Regions from separate parts of the Mus musculus genome. Here all the other regions are linked to region 3. A link is a contact called in public promoter capture Hi-C data. All regions are on one chromosome and are shown on one strand. Each heading gives the region's core, a stretch centred on a gene start, on an enhancer-like site or on the middle of the called end of the contact. The rest is flanking DNA. Distances are from core to core; before and after follow the strand shown.

Region 1 (3,514 bases), core at 310-2,809, 290 kb before region 3:
GAACAGCTTTGGAAGACTAGAGAAACATTTTGTGATCATTTATCTCAGATTTTTTTAAAGTAAGTTTTTTTTATGAGTCTTCTGCTATGACTTTCAGGGTTTTTGGCAATGAAGTTCAATATTTTTTTCTTCACAAAAAAGTGATTTATAAGCACACTTAAATACTGGGCATGAAAATTCAGTTTTGAACATGTTGGTTTTATTTAGCATTGTTTAAAGGCCAAAATTTCATAGTCTTATTTCCCCTTCATTACAATAATTTTCCTATTTTTATTATTTGGGAATTTCTTTCTACTAAAATATTTCTCACTTTTCCAAAATATTCCCAACTGCTACTTAAAACTGGAATGAAGCAATAATTAGCATTAGGGAGCTACTGTTTGATATACAGGCCTTTAAATGATCATATATAAATATTGGCTTCTCAGTAGATATTTATCTAGTTTTAAAACAGGACTAACATACCTATCTAGATCTTACTTTTCTCTGCTGAAAATTATAATACTAGTACCCTGTATTCCGTTTACTTTTTCAGAGTGGTCACTCTAATGACAATAAAAATAGCATTATCTCTTTTAATCTTACTTATCTTTCATCAATTAAATAGTGCATCCATTTTTTTTTATCATGGATCCTTATTAAATCATGGAACTAGCCAGCGGGAGTGACATTACTAGTTACCTTCTACAGAGTGACAAACAGATGTGTCTACAGCCAAAACCTAGCACTATACCTCCCACCCCATATACTACATATTGTCTTTTTTTAAACAGTGGGGAATTGCCTTGAAAATAGTCATCTACTACTAATGTCAAGATGTCATAGAAAAACAACAAAGCAAGAAAAAGGAAGACTCGTTGTGTGGAAAGCAAGTGCCATCTCCTTGCTGTGATGGGGGCAGGGAGGTGGTCTCTTACCTCATAGGTGCTTGTGATGCCAGACCTGTAGAACACAGGAAGAAAGAGCTCAGATGTGAAAAAGACCACAAATACATATGAAATGAGGAAAAGGAAGAAGGATGCCCCAAAGCGGTAGACTTCAGCAGGAGTCCCCAGGACAGTGACAGCTGACATGAAGCTGGCTGTCAGAGACAAAGCTACAGGGCCAAAGCTCATTTGCCTTCCTCCTACTAAGAATTCCCGAGATGTTGTCTTTTTTCTCTCCTTTATGGCAAAGAACACGCCAATTCCAGAGGAAATGACGAAGAGACCTGCAAACACAACATAATCCCAAGCTTCAAAGTTCTTCACCCTCATGCTTGGAAGTGGAACACAAGAGAGTCTCTTTCAAGCAGGGCTCACTGAGATATTTCCAACAGCCAAAACTTTTTTCAGATGGAAGGAAGAATTTGGTTCTCTGAAGAGTTGAAGATCATCCATCCATGTCTAAGTTTTCAGATACTCAACAGTCCTCAAAGTTCTCTAAAGCTGGCTGTGAAACTGACACCAAGGGGGAAAAAATGACAAATTGGGATCAGATTCTGGCCACTAGCTGTCTGCGTTTCTTCTGCAACATCTGACAGAAGACTCCTGAAGTTTCTGGGGGGTAGAGGGAGTAGGCTGGCCCGATGGCATGCTTTTATTATCTCCTAGATTTTTTTAAAATGAAAGTTAAACATTATTAGGAACCATGGAGGTGATAAAATTTGACTACTTCAGCATTTCATTATTCCTGAAGTGGAACATAAAAATGCAAACACAACTGTCAGTGGCATCTGTCTCCTGACTAAGGGAGTGTGGCGTGTTCATACCTATAATTGCCAGGGCTGTGGGGTGGAGGGTAAAGAGCAATCAGGAGGTAATCCAGAGACCTTTGCCCACATCACAATCACAGCTCTGTTACTGTTAATAAAGCACTTCACTTTCCTGAGCTTCCCCTGGAACACTGGCATAAGACACCATGAAACTTTGAATCTCACACTTCCTGACACCTTTTGTTCTTATATCTCTGCACTTACAATAGAAAACTTTAAATAGAGCAATCTCCCTTGACTTTCCAACTCAGAGAATGGATTAACCAGTAATTGATAAATCATCTGGAGCCCACATTATTTTCTCCTCCAGTCTGTTATATTCACTTGTTTTTTATACTAGCATACAAAGACTAAGTTAGTGTTACAACCAAGTCCAGTAAGAGGATAAGGAAGATGGAGTGTGGTATTCCAGCTTCTCCTCTTTGTAGATCCTTGGACAACTGGAATCATCTCTTAGTAGGACATAAGCAAGGAGATGGTACTTGCTTTCCACACAAAAAGTCTTCCTTTTTCTCGCTTTGTTGTTTTTCTATGACATCTTGACATTAGTAGTAGATGACCATTTTCAAGGCAATTCCCCACTGTTTAAAAAAGACAATATGTAGTATATGGGGTGGGAGGTATAGTGCTAGGTTTTGGCTGTAGACACATCTGTTTGTCACTCTGTAGAAGGTAACTAGTAATGTCACTCCCGCTGGCTAGTTCCATGATTTAATAAGGATCCATGATATAAAAATGGATGCATGAGATATTCTCTGCTTGCTCACACTGCTTTTCTGTCCTCATCTCAACAAATCATTCCTAGTATACAGGATCTAGTTATGTATCCTCTGCTTTGTATCCTGTCTGGTCCCTCCAGTTTAATTCTTGTAGTGATCTCATAGTCCTCCCTCATACCTGGCAATTCTTTTCATTTGTTTTCAATAATTTCTGCACATCCAAGCCTGTCTGTGTGTACTTGGATCTGATGCTACAAATGACAAACTTCATAGAGACAGAGGCAAAGGGTCTTCTTCCTATACTCTGTAAATATTAACAAATAAAAATAGAAAGCAGTCAAAATCCAAAAGGAGAAATTTTAAGTTATCTATGATGTTCAACAACTGAACACTTTCTCTTAAACAGAAGAAATTCTTAATTTTGCTCTTGGATAACTGAGCCAGTCTTGATTATTTGTTCAGGCTAGACAGCAATCTCAGTTTCTAATTCTCTTCAGGGACCTGTATTACATGTCAGAATGTTCCAAAGGCAGATTCAAGAAGTGAAGACCTTCTACCCCCAATAACCCCTTTGTGTTCTGTTTTTTAAATTTCTTCCATAGATTTGCACAATATGTGGAATTTTTATAAATGGGACACTGAATCTCTACTATCTTTACTTTAAGTACCCTTTTAATTATTCTTAGCAGAAAGCTCAGGTGTTCTTTGTCTTATTTTTTTTAATTTATTCAGATTTACAGATATTGTATATTTACAAACTGAAGGTTTGTGGTAATCCTGTGCCAAGTAAATCTTTCGAACTGCTTTTTTCTTAAACCTTGTATTTGATTTTGTTCTCTATGTTCTAGTTTAAGATGATTCTTTCACTATTTGAAGCCTTTCTATCTTTACACTCACTGTGGTGCTCTGTGATCAGGAAGTTTTACATTATTATGATAACTATTTCTGTGCCCTGAACAGTGAACATGGTAAATGAGCATGCTATGGTGGAGCCAGTGACCATGTCCCTTTGCCTCTCTATATGAGTATGTTACAGTGACTC
Region 2 (3,410 bases), core at 266-2,765, 390 kb after region 3:
TGGGGAGGGTCAGAACCATCTATGCTACTCTTCCTGACCACAGGCAGCTCACACGAAAGGCTCTGCTGAAGGTACAGGCGGAAAACGGTTGCCCACCTTACAGACTGCACTGATCACATGCTCTAGAACTTTCTCTCCCAACATTCTCTACCTCAGGTCAGCATTCCTTCTTTTAAATGCCTTATTCACTAAGGATCCCCGCCCAGGGTAGGCCGAATCCTTCTCCTCCTCCCTGGGCTCTGCTCGTGGTAATGAGTCCCGAGTGGATCTGAGCTAAGGTGTCACACTGCACAGGCAGGACGGGGCCAAACTGGAAAGCGATTCCCCTTCTTAGGTACAGGTGTTTCTTCACTCCGCCTGCGGGAACCCTGGGGGTATTCAGGTGCTTCCCCATGGAACGTGCCTGGTCGGCAAACGCAGGCCAAGTTCTAGGCGCCCTCATCCGTGGCCAAAGTTTTGCCAGCCGAACAGGGGGCCGCATGGGGGAAGAGGTCACGTGAAAGGCTGCCAAGGGCAAGCGTTTCCAGCATCCTCCCTCCTGGCCCTAAATGCACTTGCGATTTGAGGTGGGGGGTGGGGGGTAGGAGGTAGTAATTGCACCCCCCCCCCCAAAAAAAAGCTGCAAAAAGAAAAAGCTCCTAGAGGTTCAGATTCAAAGTGGCTAAGTCTGGAGAGGCCAGCATACGGGAAAGGGGGCCAATCCCCCTGACCCTCCAACACACACACACACACACACACACACACAGGTGATTCGTGCACCCCCAGGGCGCTGGGGTTGGGGGCTGGGGTCGAGCCCTGGCTCCGCCCCGCAGCGCCCGCGGGTCCCTCAACCCGCAGCCCGGTCGCCCGCACTCACAGTGCTTGGGTGAAGGCGCTGAGCCCCTCCGGTACCGCCGTCAACCCCTTCCCGGAGCAGTCCACCCGACGGTCGCCGTCGCAGCTGCAGGGCGCAGCGCAGAGAGGTGGCGCCGCGCCGCTGGGCCCGGCCGAGCCGAGCAGCCCCAGGGCGAAGAAGCAGAGCAGCCGCAGCGGGCCCGGCATTGCTGCGGCCGCCGCCCGCGCCCGCCTCTCCCGCGGCTCCTCTCGCTCGACTCGCCTCCGCTGCCCTCCGCCGCACCGCGCCGCACCAGGGGCAGCCGGCCTGCGGGGCTCGGGGCCCGGGCGCCGTCCCTCGGCGGTCCGCGTGCGCTCGCTTCCTTCAGCAGTCTGCCGCCGGAGCGTTAGGACGCGGCGCTCCGCAGTTTCTCCCTTCCCGCTGCTCCATGGACGCGCACCGGCAGCCCCGCGGCTCAGGCCAGCCGACCCGGCCCAGAGCGGCTGCCCGGGCCGCGCGCTGCCATCGCCGCCGCCTCCTGTCCCGGGCCTCCTCCAGCCGCACAGCTCCTCAAGGTTGCGGAGCGCAGCCTCCAGCCATGCCGGCCAGGCGTCCCAACCCCCGCCCCAGCTCTCACAAACACCCTGGTTGTCCGCGCTCTCCCCGAGGCGGCTCCCGCTCCGCGCGTCCTTTTCCCTTCTAGGGTTGCACGCTCGCCTCGGGAGCCCCTGGCCGCCGGGTTATGCAAATCATTTAGGTACATGCAAAACTAACCCCGCTCCGGGAGCGCTATTGGTCAGGGGAGGTCTCGAGCTCATTACTATGCAGGCAGTGGAGCCATTATTGGTCAAGAGGAATGGGGCGTGTTTCTCTGGAATGAGTGACAAGGTTGTGCTGCTGCTGCTGGGGCTGGTAGTGGAGGTTCAAGTAAAAGCCCTGACTTGGCTGGATCTGCATGTCAGGTTGTGTATTGAAGGTAGACAGATCGGAAGACCAGGAGTCTGCTGTTTCCCTCCCCCACCCAGTTTTTTTCTCCCCTCCGCAGAAATTGGATCTCCTAAATTGGATGACCTGAAAAGTAAAACTCGCCTCCAGCTTTCAGACGTGTCAAATGACTCTTCGCTGTTCTTAAGGGCAAGGGCACTGAGAGCTTTGCAAACAGAGGAAAGAAATGGGGGTGGGGGTGGGGGTCGAAAAGGAGGGAGAAACATTTCTTTCTATCTGATCCAAATTTTTGAGTTCAACCGTGCACTAAATTAAAACAGCGTGACCCCTCCTGTATCTCACATCACCTCTGAGATCTTAGTACCCTTTTTCATTCACACTTGGGAGCTAAATTAGCGGTTAATCATCCATGACACCAATCAGACTTCTTTCTCCCTAAACACAAGGATGTTGAGGAGTCCAGCCAAGGAGGTGCCGGTTAACCAGCACTGGAAGAGAACATTTGAGTGCCAGCTGACTGCCCCTGAGACACCAGAAACAACTTGTGTGTTAACTATCAGCATCCCTTCCTTTTTCCCACATAATGTTTATAGAAAAAAAAAAATCAGCATTCTCAGTGCCTCTTTTCTTGCTTTCTCCTAGGCCTTTGGTTGTTTTTACTCTAGATTGTACACATTTTTAATGAACCCATTACATTAGAGCAAGAAGAGCATTAAAATATCTATACTGTATAAAGTTAACTAGCCACCTCATGCAAATAAAAAAAAAAGAAAATGTAAATAAATTAACGAAAAGCTAGCCGATTTCCTAAATAAAAAAAAAAAAATCTACCATCTCTACATTAAAGAATATGCTAAATAATAATAAAGTCAGGTTGAATCCATATACTCTAAAGTTATGCTAATGGATAAATAAATACAGACAAGTTTTAAGAAAGATGAATTTCCTCACTATAAGGTTGAAAGAGAACTTTAAAAAGAAAGACCAGTGGCGCTCAGACTTTATAGACAAGGCCTCAGAATCTCTTGGATACCATGTTCTTCTGCCCTCTGCCCAAGATCATCTCACTCCTGGTCTAGTTAGTATTTCAGAAGCCTCCGCAACTTGTTTTTTGTTTTTGTTTTTCCATTTCTATTACTTTTCAGCCAATTTCATGAGTAAATAAAGTGAGGAAAAAGTCTAATTCTAATTGATACTTAAAGTCTTTTTTTTTTTTTTTTTTTTTTTTTTTTTGGTTTTTTGAGACAGGGTTTCTCTGTATAGCCCTGGCTGTCCTGGCACTCACTTTCTAGACCATGCTGGCCTCGAACTCAGAAATTTGCCTGCCTCTGCCTCTCAAGTGCTAGGATTAAAGGCGTGTGCCACCATGCCCAGCTAAAATCTTCTTTCTTAAAAAACACAACTCCTTCTAAGGTATACTTTTTGTTATATTAAGGTAACTATACACTTCATGGATGCTTTTATTTCTGACAAATATTTATGTTGACAGAGTTTTGCTATGTAATCTAGACTGAACTCAACTCACCATCCTCCTGCCTCAGCTTCATGAATGCTGGAATAATAGTATGAATCACCATGTCCAGACTCATTTCCATGTTTCTCTCTCTCTCTCTCTCTCTCTCTCTCTCTCTCTCTCTCTCTCTCTCTCTTC
Region 3 (3,389 bases), core at 686-3,185:
CCTGAAATCTTCCTATCTCCTTTTAACAAATGTTCCTTTTGTGGAAAAAGGAAAAATATTTCACTGGACAGACTTACATAATACACAGTATATGAAATAGAAATAGAGGAAGCTGAAAATATAACTATGTCCCATATTTATACTGAAAAATCAGTATTATATTAGTAAGGAAGCAAAATAAGGTAGAATCAATACATGTAGCCCAATATCAGTCACAGATCTTTCTAGAGTAAATTAAATAAGTTTTTTTTTTCTAAGAAATAATTGAGACCATTTGATCCCAGACTTTTGTTTACATTGTAAACCTCTGTTTCCATTGTGGTATGGTAATCTTTGTATCTTGTAATACCACATGTACAAAAGAAGATATTGTTACATATGAGTGCTAACTTTTGCTCAATGCCCAAGCAAGTGAAAGAGTACTGCTTTCTGAATCAAGCATCACATGATACCACTGTGCTAAAGAAAGCGTGAACAAATTTATAAAGGACAGCCACACTACTGTTCTTGGCCAAAAATGTCCCATCGACCACTTTTATGCACACCATGGGCTAAGAATATTTGTTATATTTTGAATGGAATTTTAAAATTAAGACTACAAATGAGAAATTATATATGCTCTACAAACCTAATAGCCTAGAAGTCCTTTTGTAAAGATTATTTGGTGACCCCTGACAGATTTTTTTAAAATAGTGCTATTTCTCTCTTTTGTCAAAGGATTTATTTTGTTTTTAATTATGTGTATATATGTATGCCTACGTGTAGGTTTGAGTAGGTGACAGCAGTTTGCCAAAAGTCTTTGCTTTGCTTGGTCGGTCCCTGGTGCTGTTTCAGTATCGGATACAGTGAAGGTGTGTATAAGCAGTTACTGTGCTGTGTGTCTGTCTTCCTCTCTTATCCCAAGGTAGCACTGCCTCTCTGCTCTCTTCTGTTAGAAGAGCTAGAGGTGCTAATGGTCCTATGAAAACACTTAAAGCATTCTGGTTTTTTCATGTAAACTTTATCTTTTTACTAATGTCTACTCTTTGAATATATATTGAGAACCCTAGATAAACATGAAAAGTTAAGTCTATAACATTCCCTGATTCCTGAATGTCAGGTATACGGTCACTAATGAAATAAAGAGTTGCCCAGTCTAAGTACCCTGGTGCCTTTCTTTCATGAGATTTCTTCTCCTGTAACTACTGCATTGCTACAAATTTGATGGATTTTGTAATAAAAAGGAGCCATACATTCCAATCAGAATATAGATTCATAAAGCTCCCCCCATAAACATTCCAGATAAAGTAAGACATTCCAAACAAGCAAAGGCAGAAAACAAACCCAGTAAGCTTTTAAAGGACTTTGGTATTTTTATATTCCAGTGAGAAATATACTGTGCAAGTAAAAAGTAAAACTAGAACAGAAATAGTACCATGTTCTAAGTCGCATTACCCTTTAAGCAAACTAATTGCATTAATATTCCCTTGATGGTAATTATGAATCATTGAAGCAGTTTTTGTTTCAAAAGCCAGATGCCTCTGTCATTGGTTAAAACAACAGAGGCATTTTGTGAGCTGGGACTGAAGTTCAACGGTAGAATGCCTGTCTCACGTGTTTAAAGTCCTGGGCTCACTAAAACACCAAAACAGAGAGGCAAACTTAACATTTTCCATTTGCGTAGCGGTTTTCCCACAGTGTTTATGCAAATGTGATTATATCACTGTGTTTGCCCTTGTTTCTTATTTTATAATCTAAAATTTCTGTTAAAAGAACAAGGAATTCTCTTGATTTGGATTTGATGTGGCATTTTTATCTTACAGCTAGTCACTGTGCTTCTGTTTACAACATGTGAAATACTCTAATCAGAACAAAGGTCCCGGCATGGGGCGAACTGTAGGCTCACACTGCTGAGTGGTAGGCAGAGGCCAGAGTCCACTTGCAGTATTGTAGAGATCAGGTTCAGGTACAATCTGCCAGCCTACTATAATTAACACTGATTTGTCCTAGCAGGTGGCTGATAGGATTTATCACCAAAGACCAGAAACATGCACTGTGCCATCCTAAAGGCAGAAGCAGTGGATGGGGCTCATTTGATGCAGATCTTTTGGCACGATGGGGCAGAGTCCCTCTACCCAGCAGTATGGCTGAGAGACAACTGTCAGTGTTCAGACTGCTACCTACATTCTGCAAAAGCTCGGAAACTTCTCCTGGAAGCTCTTGATGTAAACATTAGAATCGATGATTTGACATTTGACCGGAAAAAGGTAATTACGTCTAAATGCTCTTCCCCTTCTCTGTTGAGTTAGATCAAGGGGTTAGTCTATAGTAATTTAAGTAACTCTTTTTTAACTTCTCATATATAGAGGAAACCCTCCATGGACATGGTTGTACATTGTTTGATAGGGTAGGAATATTCAGTGGAAAAATCTACTGTTGTTATCACTACTACAACATTTTATATTTTTATTTTTAATAGGCTTACTTTTTATTTTAAATGAAATTTCATTACATCACCTTTTCTTTCTTTTTTCCTTCATCCAACTCATTCCATATTCTCCTCACTCCCTCTCAAAGTAGTGGTCAATTTCCCTTTAATATTGTTACATATACACATAAATAAACATATAAATATAGCCTACTGATATATTCTGGTTTCTCTTCAGAATGTATGATATTTTGATTTTAAAACTACTACCATCTTAATACCATATGCAAATTTCCATTTTTTATTCTTTTAGGGGGAAGCAGGCTTGAAACACAATCATGCAATTTATACCATGAAAATGGTGCATCTGGCACTCAGTTTGCTGCTCTATAAAGCTAGAAAAGTACAGAATTTGTCCACAGAAATGCCAAACGTTTGAGAGGCTCTGCCAGACCCAGACGAATACAGATGTGGATATATACAGCCAAACATTGGACTGAGTGTGGGGACCCCAATGGGGAAGTTAGAGCAAGGACTGTAGGAGCTGAAAGGGTTTGCAACCCCATAGGAAAAATAACAATATCAACCAACCAGATGACCCCCCCCAAAGCTCCCAGGGACTAAACCACCAACCAAACAATACACAGTAGGTACCCATGGCTCCAGCTGGATATGTAGCAGAGGACTGCCTTATCTTGTATCACTGAGAATGTAGGCCCTTGGTCCTGTGTAGGCTTGATGACCCAGGCCGCTGAGACAGGAGTGGATGGGGGGGGGAGCACCCTCATAGAGGCAGGGGAAGGGAGGAGGGGATAGATAGCATGTGGAGGGGAAACTGGGAAGGGGGATAACATTTGAAATGTAAATAAATAAAATACCCATTAAAATATAATCATTTAAAAAAAAACAGGAAAAGAAATGTCAGGGGATGAGACAATCTGGGTGCAAATGTTTATCCTGCAGAAGTCGCTCAGAAATCTTA

Evidence for each region. Promoter capture Hi-C pulls out the DNA fragments that hold promoters and counts their contacts.
Region 1: a promoter capture Hi-C map of stem cell-derived epiblast-like cells shows a contact between it and region 3, with 2.5 times the contacts expected there. The contact joins the promoter of Slc5a12 here to the promoter of Bbox1 in region 3. A contact is called at or near these places in 3 of 39 promoter capture datasets (embryonic stem cells, hippocampal neurons and stem cell-derived epiblast-like cells), 1 of 115 datasets of contacts at active chromatin or transcription factors (intestinal villus epithelium) and 2 of 9 other capture datasets (adipose tissue and liver).
Region 2: a contact with region 3 is called in a promoter capture Hi-C map of liver, with 2.3 times the contacts expected there. The contact joins the promoter of Lgr4 here to the promoter of Bbox1 in region 3. A contact is called at or near these places in 10 of 39 promoter capture datasets (the 3T3-L1 cell line, 3T3-L1-derived adipocytes, the C10 cell line and 5 more), 6 of 484 Hi-C or Micro-C datasets (cerebral cortex, embryonic fibroblasts, embryonic stem cells and 1 more), 1 of 115 datasets of contacts at active chromatin or transcription factors (hepatocytes) and 1 of 9 other capture datasets (adipose tissue).

The regions. Positions count from the first base shown.
Region 1 is chr2:110,595,344-110,598,857 of GRCm38.p6, reverse strand. It overlaps Slc5a12 (solute carrier family 5 (sodium/glucose cotransporter), member 12), which reads right to left and starts at 1,559. Exons shown (of 15, transcript NM_001177624.1): 1 at 918-1,559. The coding sequence starts at 1,256.
Region 2 is chr2:109,915,752-109,919,161 of GRCm38.p6, reverse strand. It overlaps Lgr4 (leucine-rich repeat-containing G protein-coupled receptor 4), which reads right to left and starts at 1,515. Exons shown (of 18, transcript NM_172671.2): 1 at 857-1,515. The coding sequence starts at 1,041.
Region 3 is chr2:110,304,271-110,307,659 of GRCm38.p6, reverse strand. Bbox1 (butyrobetaine (gamma), 2-oxoglutarate dioxygenase 1 (gamma-butyrobetaine hydroxylase)) reads left to right here and starts at 1,935. Exons shown (of 7, transcript NM_130452.1): 1 at 1,935-2,246. The coding sequence starts at 2,028. All of the region lies in intron 1 of Gm30319 (a long non-coding RNA gene), which reads right to left.